2 separate regions of the Zea mays genome follow, and region 1 is linked to region 2. The links are chromatin contacts, called in public Hi-C maps. All regions are on one chromosome and are shown on one strand. Each heading gives the region's core, a stretch centred on a gene start, on an enhancer-like site or on the middle of the called end of the contact. The rest is flanking DNA. Distances are from core to core; before and after follow the strand shown. Region 1 has its middle 94 kb from the start of LOC103652139. Region 2 holds the start of LOC100382051 (putative RING zinc finger domain superfamily protein).

Region 1 (5,480 bases), core at 769-3,268, 450 kb after region 2:
TTTTGTTCCTAAGATTAGGTCTCCAATTTCTAAAGGTCACTTTAGGTCTAGGATTTCAATGTGTGAAATCCACTTTTGTCTTTAGAAGTGAAAAGGTAAGAGTAATCAGAGTAAAGCGGCAATAGATGAGAAAAGATTTGAGGAAAGTTTAGAAAGAATCAGAGTATTAAAGGTAAGTAGTTATGGGTTATCAAGTTCTATCTAGGTTTCGTCCTACAGTCAACATTCCTCTGATACCACTTCTGTCACACCCGGGTTTCAGGGGCATCGAACCCGGGCGCGAACATCACCAAGTGTGCTAGGACCAAGTCTCACACATATGATGACTCATGGTACAGAAACGAATGTCACATCATTTATATGTAACGAAGTTCTGTACAAAATAGTTAAATAGTTACATCATACGAAGACAACGATCAGCAACCATAGTTGATAGGGAGACGACGGCCTAGACCACTCATGAACTCATCACACGATCCTTCATGCGCCTCATCATGTGGTACCTGTTCTTGACCTGGGGGATGTGAGTACAGCAAGGATGAGCTCACATACATTCATTGCTCAACAAGTTGTGGGGAATAATGTGCATGAACTCACCAAAAGTGGGAGCTCATGTGAAGTGTAAAGCTTACCAAAGGAGATGGTTAAAGCTGAGCATTGCTTTTAGAGTTGGACAAAATTTTATTAGCACTTACTAAGTAAAAGTAGATACTATCCCAAACAAATAAGAGATCAAAATTAATAGTACACCCATAATGCAATGCATATGACAAATTGAGTTTAGTTCCATAGGTTAATCATGTGAGGGTCCGAGCTGCTCATGACCGTGAGCACAACTAATATACCAGTTTTACACTTTGCAAAGGTTGCACATCTTTACCCACAAATTGTGTATCCCATCTAGCCAGGGTTTGCAAGGCCCTTAGACACTTCCGAGGTGAATGGCTAGGGATCCACTATGAGGCCTTTACAAAGTTCCACTAGCTTCAGAAAACCCACTACGATTTCTGAGAAGGGCAATATTGGAATCCCTCATCCGAAAAGCCATCGCAGCATGATCAACCAAAGAACCTCTCTATACACAACTCCTCTACCGCCCTTGCCCCTTTTGAGTAAGGTAGTCCTCCACTAGCTTTCCTAATTAGTCAGCCAAGGGCGTCCCATACCATAAGTATCTTATCCAAGGTGTAACATTAATTTCTCAAAACTAGGTAGAGCGATAGCAAAACTCCCCAATAGTTCTTTTGTATCCAAGGTGTGGGATAAACAATGCTAGGGATACCTATTAGGTCACATCAAATTAATCTGAGCATGTCATAGTGATTAACATGAACATTATTAGGTAAAGAAGAGTGATCAAGGGCACAACTTGCCTTAGACTCGAGATTCCCAGGTACCAACTTGGTCTTCAAGTGACTCATAACCTCGCTGCTATTCGTAGCAATACAAACAAACATGGTATAGAAAAAACTAACATCACACCAACCATAAGCACAAGCTACCTTATAATGTTCTACGCATCATAACGAGATCCCAGGTTCGAGAACCACTAAATACGGAGTTACTGTTATAAAGTTATGATTTTCTGAAGATTTAAGTGTTGGGTACAAAAGAAATTAAGTGCATAATTTTAATTTATGTTTCATAACAAAATAAAGTTACTAGGGGATAAACAATATTATTATGAATTTAATGCAACTGGAATGGATTAAAAAGGAGTTAAAATAAATTAAATATGAATTAAACAAATTTCTGGAATTATTTTTATACTAAAACCAATTTCCATATTTAACTTATTTAATCCTGGGCTGCGGACACAAAACCCAGGAAACCGGGTTCATTCTGCAAATTCCAGTGACTTATTTGTTATTCATTCTGACCTAACATGGACGGTGGGTTGATTATTATATAAATGAGGGGCTCTTAAGGAAAAAGGCTATGGCGAAGGGGTATCTTGCGATCTAAGTCGTCCATCCATCAATCTGCGGCTTGGATAAGATATACCATAACTCGAACCGATATCTAGTGATAGCCACCCGATCTATGATCAACGGACCACAGCGACCCACACCATTATATAACCGAAGCCCTTAGATCAGCGATCGATGGCCACGATTGAATACACTAAAGCGTTTTCCTGTGATCTAATCTGGATCGCTCATCGGGAGATCAACGACCCCCGCGGCTTTTCCCTTCCTAATCACCCAGGCCACGGCGGAGCGAGCGCCCCACGGTGGAGCATTGCCGCTGCACACCCAATCCTGGCCTCCTAGTACCAATCTCCTACGGAATTCAGTGCTATGCAAAGGATCCAGAATGGCGAAGCTAGTGGTGGCGTCTTACCGGAGGATTAGGTCGCTAGGAACGTCTGCCCACGAAGAAGGCGGATCCGCGGCGAAGTCTTAGCTCCAGCGAGCGGTTCACGAGCTCTGAAGGGTTATGTGCCCACCACTGCACACACACAAGTTCCAACCCGGTCTCACGATGCTTCCTGACCAGCTGCCAAAGCCAGAATGGTCCCTCCCCCGGGAAGATCAACGGCGGCGGCAAGCTTCACTTTGTCCCTCACTAAACTTCTCTTCGTCAGTGAGGTTCACGCACGTGGTTCTGGGTTTAATGCAGTGGTCAGCGACCTAGGCTTAAATAGTCTGGGGGGAGGGGGCGAAGTCCGTGCGGTTGTTGCGACGCCCTCCGCGGGATTCGCGATGACTGTTGTCGTCGACGCCGCGCCGGGTGGACGACGGATCTGGCCACCCGTGCCCACCCGCCAGAGGCGCAAAGCTCCTAGGTGACCGGTGATCGCCTGCCCATGAGGTCGACCTGCCCGTGGCACGGCGCGCGTGGAAGGAGGGGAAACAGAGTGGCCCACGATGATGTTGGGCCGAGCAGGTGGTCTTTCAGCCTAGCGACTTCTTTTATTTTTTTTATCATTTCTATGTTTTCTTTTTCCTTTTTGATTTAGAATCTGAATTTGATTCATGTTTAAACCTCAAATTTCGAAAATGCATCAGACCAAGGTTTCATCATGTTTTTGCAGAAATATTTCATTTATTTCTACTGTATTTATTTATTCACTAATATTTTAACCCACGTAGTTAATGAAAGGAATATCCCACTTGTTTTAACACACATGAAAAATCTTCTTGTTATTATATATCTAAATCATATGTTATAAAGACACAACTACTATTACATAATTTTATACTAAAAGATAGTTTTATCTCAACCTATCTAGGAATTAATATCTCCAATTATTTTAGCCCAAAAGAAGAGTTTAACTCATAATTCTTGTATATATAATCCAATCGAAGTATAATTTAGTTTCTAAGTATCTTTCATGTTAGTCTTTTATTTAGATAATATATTCATTTTGGGCCATTTTTAGTTATTAATGTTATAAATTCTAAAGTAGAATTTTGGGTGTTACAATTCTGCACAACTTGTTGAGCGATGAACGTATGTGAGCTCACCGTTGCTATACTCACATCCCCTAGGTCAAGGATAGGTACTACAAGATGAGGAACATGAAGGATGTCGCGATGAGTTCGTGAGAGGTCTAGGTCATCGTCTCCCAGGTGAGAGGTTTAGGCCATCATCTTCCAGTCAACTTTGGGTTGCTGGATCGTTGTCTCCGTATGATGTATTTATTTAACTATTTTGTACAGAACTCTGTTATATATTAATGATGTTACATTCGTTTCTGTACCATGAGTTATCATATGTGTGAGACTTGATCCTAGCACACATGTGAATCGCGCCCGGGTTTGGACCCCCCTAAATCTGGGTGTGACAGAAGTGGTATCAGAGACAGATTTTGATCCTACGACTGTGGGTTATGGGCCCACCACGCTTCCGCTGTGCCACTCTGATTATTCTTACCTTTTCACTTCTGAAGACAAGTGGATTTCACACTTTAAAATCCTGTACCTAAAGTGGCCTTTAGGAATATGAGACCTAATCTTAGGAACAAAAATAAAACTATTTTGTAAGTATCTATATGCTAGGATGCTTGTTTTTATGATAACAAAAATAAAACTATTTCTACTGTATTTATTTATTCACTAATATTTTAACCCACATAGTTAATGAAAGGAATATCCCACTTGTTTTAACACACATGAAAAATCTTCTTGTTATTATATATCTAAATCATATGTTATAAAGACACAACTACTATTACATAATTTTATACTAAAAGATAGTTTTATCTCAACCTATCTAGGGAATTAATATCTCCAATTATTTTAGCCCAAAAGAAGAGTTTAACTCATAATTCTTGTATATATAATCCAATCGAAGTATAATTTAGTTTCTAAGTATCTTTCATGTTAGTCTTTTATTTAGATAATATATTCATTTTGGGCCATTTTTAGTTATTAATGTTATAAATTCTAAAGTAGAATTTTGGGTGTTACAATTCTGCACAACTTGTTGAGCGATGAACGTATGTGAGCTCACCGTTGCTATACTCACATCCCCTAGGTCAAGGATAGGTACTACAAGATGAGGAACATGAAGGATGTCGCGATGAGTTCGTGAGAGGTCTAGGTCATCGTCTCCCAGGTGAGAGGTTTAGGCCATCATCTTCCAGTCAACTTTGGGTTGCTGGATCGTTGTCTCTGTATGATGTATTTATTTAACTATTTTGTACAGAACTCTGTTATATATTAATGATGTTACATTCGTTTCTGTACCATGAGTCATCATATGTATGAGACTTGATCCTAGCACACATGTGAATCGCGCCCGGGTTTGGACCCCCCTAAATCCGGGTGTGGCAGAAGTGGTATCAGATGCAGATTTTGATCCTACGACTGTGGGTTATGGGCCCACCACGCTTCCGCTGTGCCACTCTGATTATTCTTACCTTTTCACTTCTGAAGACAAGTGGATTTCAGACTTTAAAATCCTGTACCTAAAGTGGCCTTTAGGAATATGAGACCTAATCTTAGGAACAAAAATAAAACTATTTTGTAGGTATCTATATGCTAGGATGCTTGTTTTTATGATAACTGTTTGATTTGGTTCTTTGGTTGAGTGTGATGAGTTGTGGAGTAATGTCCACAATTACATCTGCATATACATCTAGGCATAAAAAATGTTTATAAAATAACTAGACAACCTAGATTATCCTCATTAAAATATATCTAGTGTCACATATCTTTCTTATCTTAACAGTTTCTATCTTATCTTTGGAGATTCATCTTATAAGCATAGTTATCCCGACATAGACACAAAATAACATATCAAAGCTTTGCCTAAGATCTCTCAACTTATGACCAACTATTAGGCTATATGTTCTGCCTACTAAATTATTGTAAATCCCAAAATTGGTAGAAAAAATAATAAAATAAAGAAATAGATATATTTATGATAGTATTTCGAGAACTGTTGAAACTTTTGGGAATTTATTAGGACCCTTTCCTTTTCATAATCAATTAATAGTATTACATTAATTAAGAAACCAATAAAGGAAATAA
Region 2 (4,919 bases), core at 2,311-4,810:
GGAAACAATTATGTAACAGAAGATCAGGGATGGACTACATATAATATATTGCTTCGACTAAACTATGACAGCTGATACTATGATACGACTTACTGGTCAAACGAGGCAATCAATGAAAACCATATTGGGCTCAATGCCTTCCTGGCCTGGATAGCTGTAGCAGTGGAATCTGCATTTGTTTCAGGTAGGGGATTTTTCCTCTTCCGGCCAGGCCGCCCTCTCTTTCTAAGCATCACTATTGGCCCGGGATCGCTTTTGTCAACTTCAGCTTTGGACTTCTGAAGAGGCTCCCTAGTCTTTGTTCTGCTAGAATGTTCGCTATCACTACTCGGAGATTTTCTGGGCTTATCTCCCTTCAAAGCTGGCCTTGGTGCACTTGTCAGGGGCTTTGTTTTGCTTGCAGCTTCTACAAGACAATTCAAAGGTTTCCAGAACTCGGACTTATCCAGGTCCTTATTATCACCTGCTTTATCTTTAACAGAGAGATGACTTGTTGTGTCCCCATTCGACAATAACTGCAAATGTTACCATGAAATTCACCATTCTTTCATTGATCCATTCTGATACACATTCATGAAACATACTCCAAAGATACATAATAGGAGATGATATTTGATTACCTGTCTTCTTGTTTGAGGTATTTTGTTCAAGCTATCTAGCAAGCTTGAATTATCAGTTTGCTTATTTGGGTTATCGTTGTCCTTTTTTAAAGGATCCACAATGATAGGACCAAGGCCACGCAATGCGGCAGCCTTCCTGGTAACCGCTCTTGTTCGCCTCCCTGTCAAAGCTGCTGGGGTTACTCTAGGTGTATTGACCACCAACGATGAGATAGACCTCTCTTTAACTTTAACAGGCAGCATAATAGGAGATTCGGCTTCTTCAGCATTAACCTTCTTTCTTTTGAATGGAAAAAATTTTGACCTCACATCTTGTATATTATGATCAGCTCTGAAATCAATACATCAAAAAGTTAGGATGAGAGGGATAAAAGATACATGCTAACAAATTTGCATCCACTGAAATTTTTCTCTAAATCAGAAGAGCAACATGATGAAGAAAGGGAAACTATCTTGGTCAAATAGCCAATATAAACATTCAATTGGGTTTCAGAAGACAAGCATTCCTTTGTTCTAACAACACAGTGAAGTCTCATAAATAGAAACCTTCACTTTATTGAAGACAAATGGATGTGAAGACGCCCAGAAAACACAGCAGTGTAATGGTAGCTATGCTTTGGTGTTAGCAAAGCTCAAAATGACAATAGATAAGAATGAATGAACACCAGCTGTCAATCACCAAATGCGTTTCTGGCAGAAGATTCACAGGAATTCTTATTTGAGAGCTTCATGGTGAGTGAAACATTTTGTACCACTAGGCATTTCTTTGGCATGAACCTCAGAGGATTCAAGAAAGCAAGCTACAGAAATATCTTATACTTGAGATAAGCTAGCATGGTCGATAGCAGAAAACATATACTATTCTCAACTGTACAACATTTCCAGAAGATCAGCTAAAATCTAAATTATATGCAAAACAATATAGCTATGTTCAAGCTTATCAAGAAAGTTATGAGTACTTCAAACTGTAGAATTGTAGATTCGTGGTCTAACTTTGTTCATTACTATCTGCAATTTAGAGCAACTATCAAATATGATGATTTTGTGGCCAATGTTTTTGTTCTGCCAGCTTGCTATCCAATGGAAATATATGCTAACAGCATGAAATCAAGGAAACTTAGTTGTGAAGTCAAGGAGTGCTGAAACATGTATTTAGAAGTAAAAAAGTTAAAGAATATTTAGCAAAGCAAAACATTTGTCATAGAACTAAAATTCCGATTGCTCACTCTACAGTTTCATAAAGAGAAGGGTCACGAGAAAAATACCTAAGCTTCTCGACTGGAGTGCAGCCCAGATCAATTTTACATACTGGACAGTGGTCCAGATCCTCATCATTGAGCTTTTTATAGATACACTTTCTACAAACTGCATAATACAAAGAACACAGAACAATAGAGGTGAGAACTTCATAATATAAAGAATTTGAATAAGGCACAACGCAATGCTTCATTTCACATAGAATAGAAATTTGCTGCCTACACAGAAGTTCTTTTCAATTGAAAACAAAAGGGATGTTCCTATTGCAAAATATCCATATCATGAGAAGTGAAATGACACATGCAAAGGAACAAGACATCGATATTTGTACTAGCATGTACCATATAACATGAGATTCATATTTATCCTACTATTTCAAAAGCACATACAACATGAACAGTTGCACCAATCCACTCACACATGCAGAGTAATCAAATAGTTTGCAAATATTTACGGTCTATGATTGCACATTGTGGCCTCAAAAGCTTTGTGTACAGTTCCACTGATTACAGGACAACATTAGTTGAACTCGCACTGAATATCAAGAGGGCCAGAGGGGGACTAATGTTAACCATGAACTCAAACTGACTAGCAACTCAAATCACAGCACGGGAGGCTTACATGACGTTCTCCTGAACATTATGTCAACAGGAGCCAAAGCATTTCACGGATTGGAGCAAAGATTGTCAATGAACAGCACAGGAATCAAAGTCCACGTAAAATGCACACATTTGAAGCCCAGCATTGATGCAACATTGTATCACGATTGAATAAACAGAATCGCAGCTCAGTCTGAAAAGCAAGGAAGCTACCAAACATGGTCAGCTCGAACTAGATTTACGTGGAGTCGAGACTCGAGAGGCAAAACTACAGCACGGCCCGAATGCACGCACGTCGAGAATCGCAATCACGCATGGGCGACGAGAAGGCCGTACAGCGTCGCTGGGCCAGCGGAAACGGCAGCGCCCGACGGCGACGACCCACGTCCCCGGACCCCGGGCGACCAAATCCTACAGAGTAACCCCAAGGACGAGGCGGACGCTTGTGGAATCCAATCGCCGTCGCGGGAAACCCTCGGAGAACGCACGGAACCATCGTAAATATGCAAGCGTTCGAGCCCGCCGGGATCGGCGGGGCGGCGGAGCAGGCAAAGCAGAGCAGGAATGGCTCACATGTATGGAGGCACTCGGAGATGGTGGTGGCCTGCCGGAGCAGGTGGTCGCAGAGCGGGCACGTCAAGCAGCGCGTGAGCAGCTCCCGCTTCACCATGGCCACGGCGCTGTCCCCCGCCGCACCGCCTCGCCGGCACCGCTGCCGCCTGCCTCTCCTCCCCTCATGCTCCGATTCCCAGTCATCCTCGTCGTCGCCGCCCACCTTCGCCGCCGCCTCCTCATTCGCCCGCGCCCCCTCTTCCACCTTGTCCTCGGCCTCCGGCTCAACAGCCGGCGGCGATGCGGTCCCGGTGGTCTCACTGGTTTGCATGGCGTGGGGCCCAGCCACGAAGCTAGTTCCCCATGCCGGCGATGGGCGAAACAAAGGCGCCTCCTATTATTGCGCCGACGCCTCCCCTCCGGTTGGAAATGGGAAAGATCGAAGCGCACGACGACGCCGAGGCGGAGTTGGAGAAGAGAGTCGAAGCAGAGGAGGACGACCGAGAAAAAAATGAAATTTGTTTATTTATTACGTGCTTATCGAGGAACGAGAAGACGAAGGACGAAAGGCAATGGAGTTATGGAGGTGCAGAGGTGGTTTTGTTATTTCGCCATTCCTTTTCTTTTTCTTTTGTTTTTTTCTTTCTTTACCTTTTGCGGCGCTTTTCGTGTGACGAATAAAACCAACGTGTTTGGAACTATATGCCCTGCTGCTGTGCTGTTTTCTTAGATCTACTGTGAGTCGTGCATGAAATTTGTTTCTGTTGTACTTGTATTTTGAAATATATGACTAGCACCTAAAATATGCTTTAATATAGTTCTATTTCAAAAAAATCATCAAATAATAATATGACTCGTTCTCTCGTACCATAAATATAAGACCTGATATGCTAAACCCTATTATCGAACCGTTGGAGCTCCAAATGTTTCGGTGCCCTAAACACTTCAAATCAGATTATATTTTAATTTTTAGAAGTCAAATGTAGAACTTTTTGTTTGAGATACTCTAAGGTCCCATTTGTTTCCTTTAATTTTGAGGAATTAGAATCTTACTAATATAATAGGCTATTTTTTTAAAAATGTGACATTCTACCACTTTCCAAACTTATCATATAAATGTAGTATATAACTATATTTCTCGTATGATTTAGAATAATATACAAATATATTACATATATAAATATATGAACTTAATTAGTTTTGTCTAAATTATAATTATTAAAATGAAATTCAATTTCAACAAAACAAACCGGGTCTAAGAGTTTTTATAGACATTTGTTGTGATTCCCCTTTGCTAGTAATAATGGCCTTGTAAAGTGGCCTCCTAAGGTTACTATGGCTAGTATTCATAGCCAGTTAGATCGGGTGTCTAAAGTTGACTAGGTCAGAGTGAAATCGGTCTAGCAAGATTAATTATTGCCGAATGTGTCTAGGGATGAAAAACGGGTCGGGTATACCCATCGGGTACCGGATATGGATAGTATAAATACCTGTTTTTTATACGAATTTGAGTATTTTTATATTCGGGACGAATACGGGTAATACCCGGATACTAAAGTTTCGGATTCGGGTCGGATACGGAGCGAGAACTACCCGATAAATACCCGGATAGTCGGGTCGGATACGGGTGCCCGGAATTCGGGTACCCGTTTTTCATTTCCTGCATAATAATATAGTTATAAAATCATAACTTTTACATATGAAATCGGATGAAGATAAAGTTTATATGAAAATTGTAGAGCTCGAAGAGATCTATAACTTTGTAATATATCAAATTTTTGTTTAAAAATATCTTTAGGCCAAAATCATTGGAATAATGTCCAAATTTATATCAAATTAATATACTTTATCATTTTTATATGGGGGACTTAATGTTATCTTCACGTGGGAA

What was found. Hi-C and Micro-C count contacts between places; a contact is called where the count stands out from the background.
Region 1: a Hi-C map of ear shows a contact between it and region 2, with 1.8 times the contacts expected there. The contact joins the enhancer-like site here to the promoter of LOC100382051 in region 2. A contact is called at or near these places in 2 of 25 Hi-C or Micro-C datasets (ear and tassel).

Annotation. Positions count from the first base shown.
Region 1 is chr3:118,847,228-118,852,707 of Zm-B73-REFERENCE-NAM-5.0, forward strand. No RefSeq gene overlaps it. Among protein-coding and RNA genes, the nearest start is that of LOC103652139, 94 kb to the left of the region's middle. Within about 2 kb of position 2,019, at least 20 of the 20 cell types and tissues checked have an H3K27ac peak or open chromatin away from gene starts, as enhancers often do. A contact at or near this core is called in ear and tassel, where this site is marked.
Region 2 is chr3:118,393,702-118,398,620 of Zm-B73-REFERENCE-NAM-5.0, forward strand. It overlaps LOC100382051 (putative RING zinc finger domain superfamily protein), which reads right to left and starts at 3,561. Exons shown (of 7, transcript NM_001174816.1): 1 at 3,050-3,561; 2 at 1,886-1,985; 3 at 621-951; 4 at 94-515. The coding sequence starts at 3,359.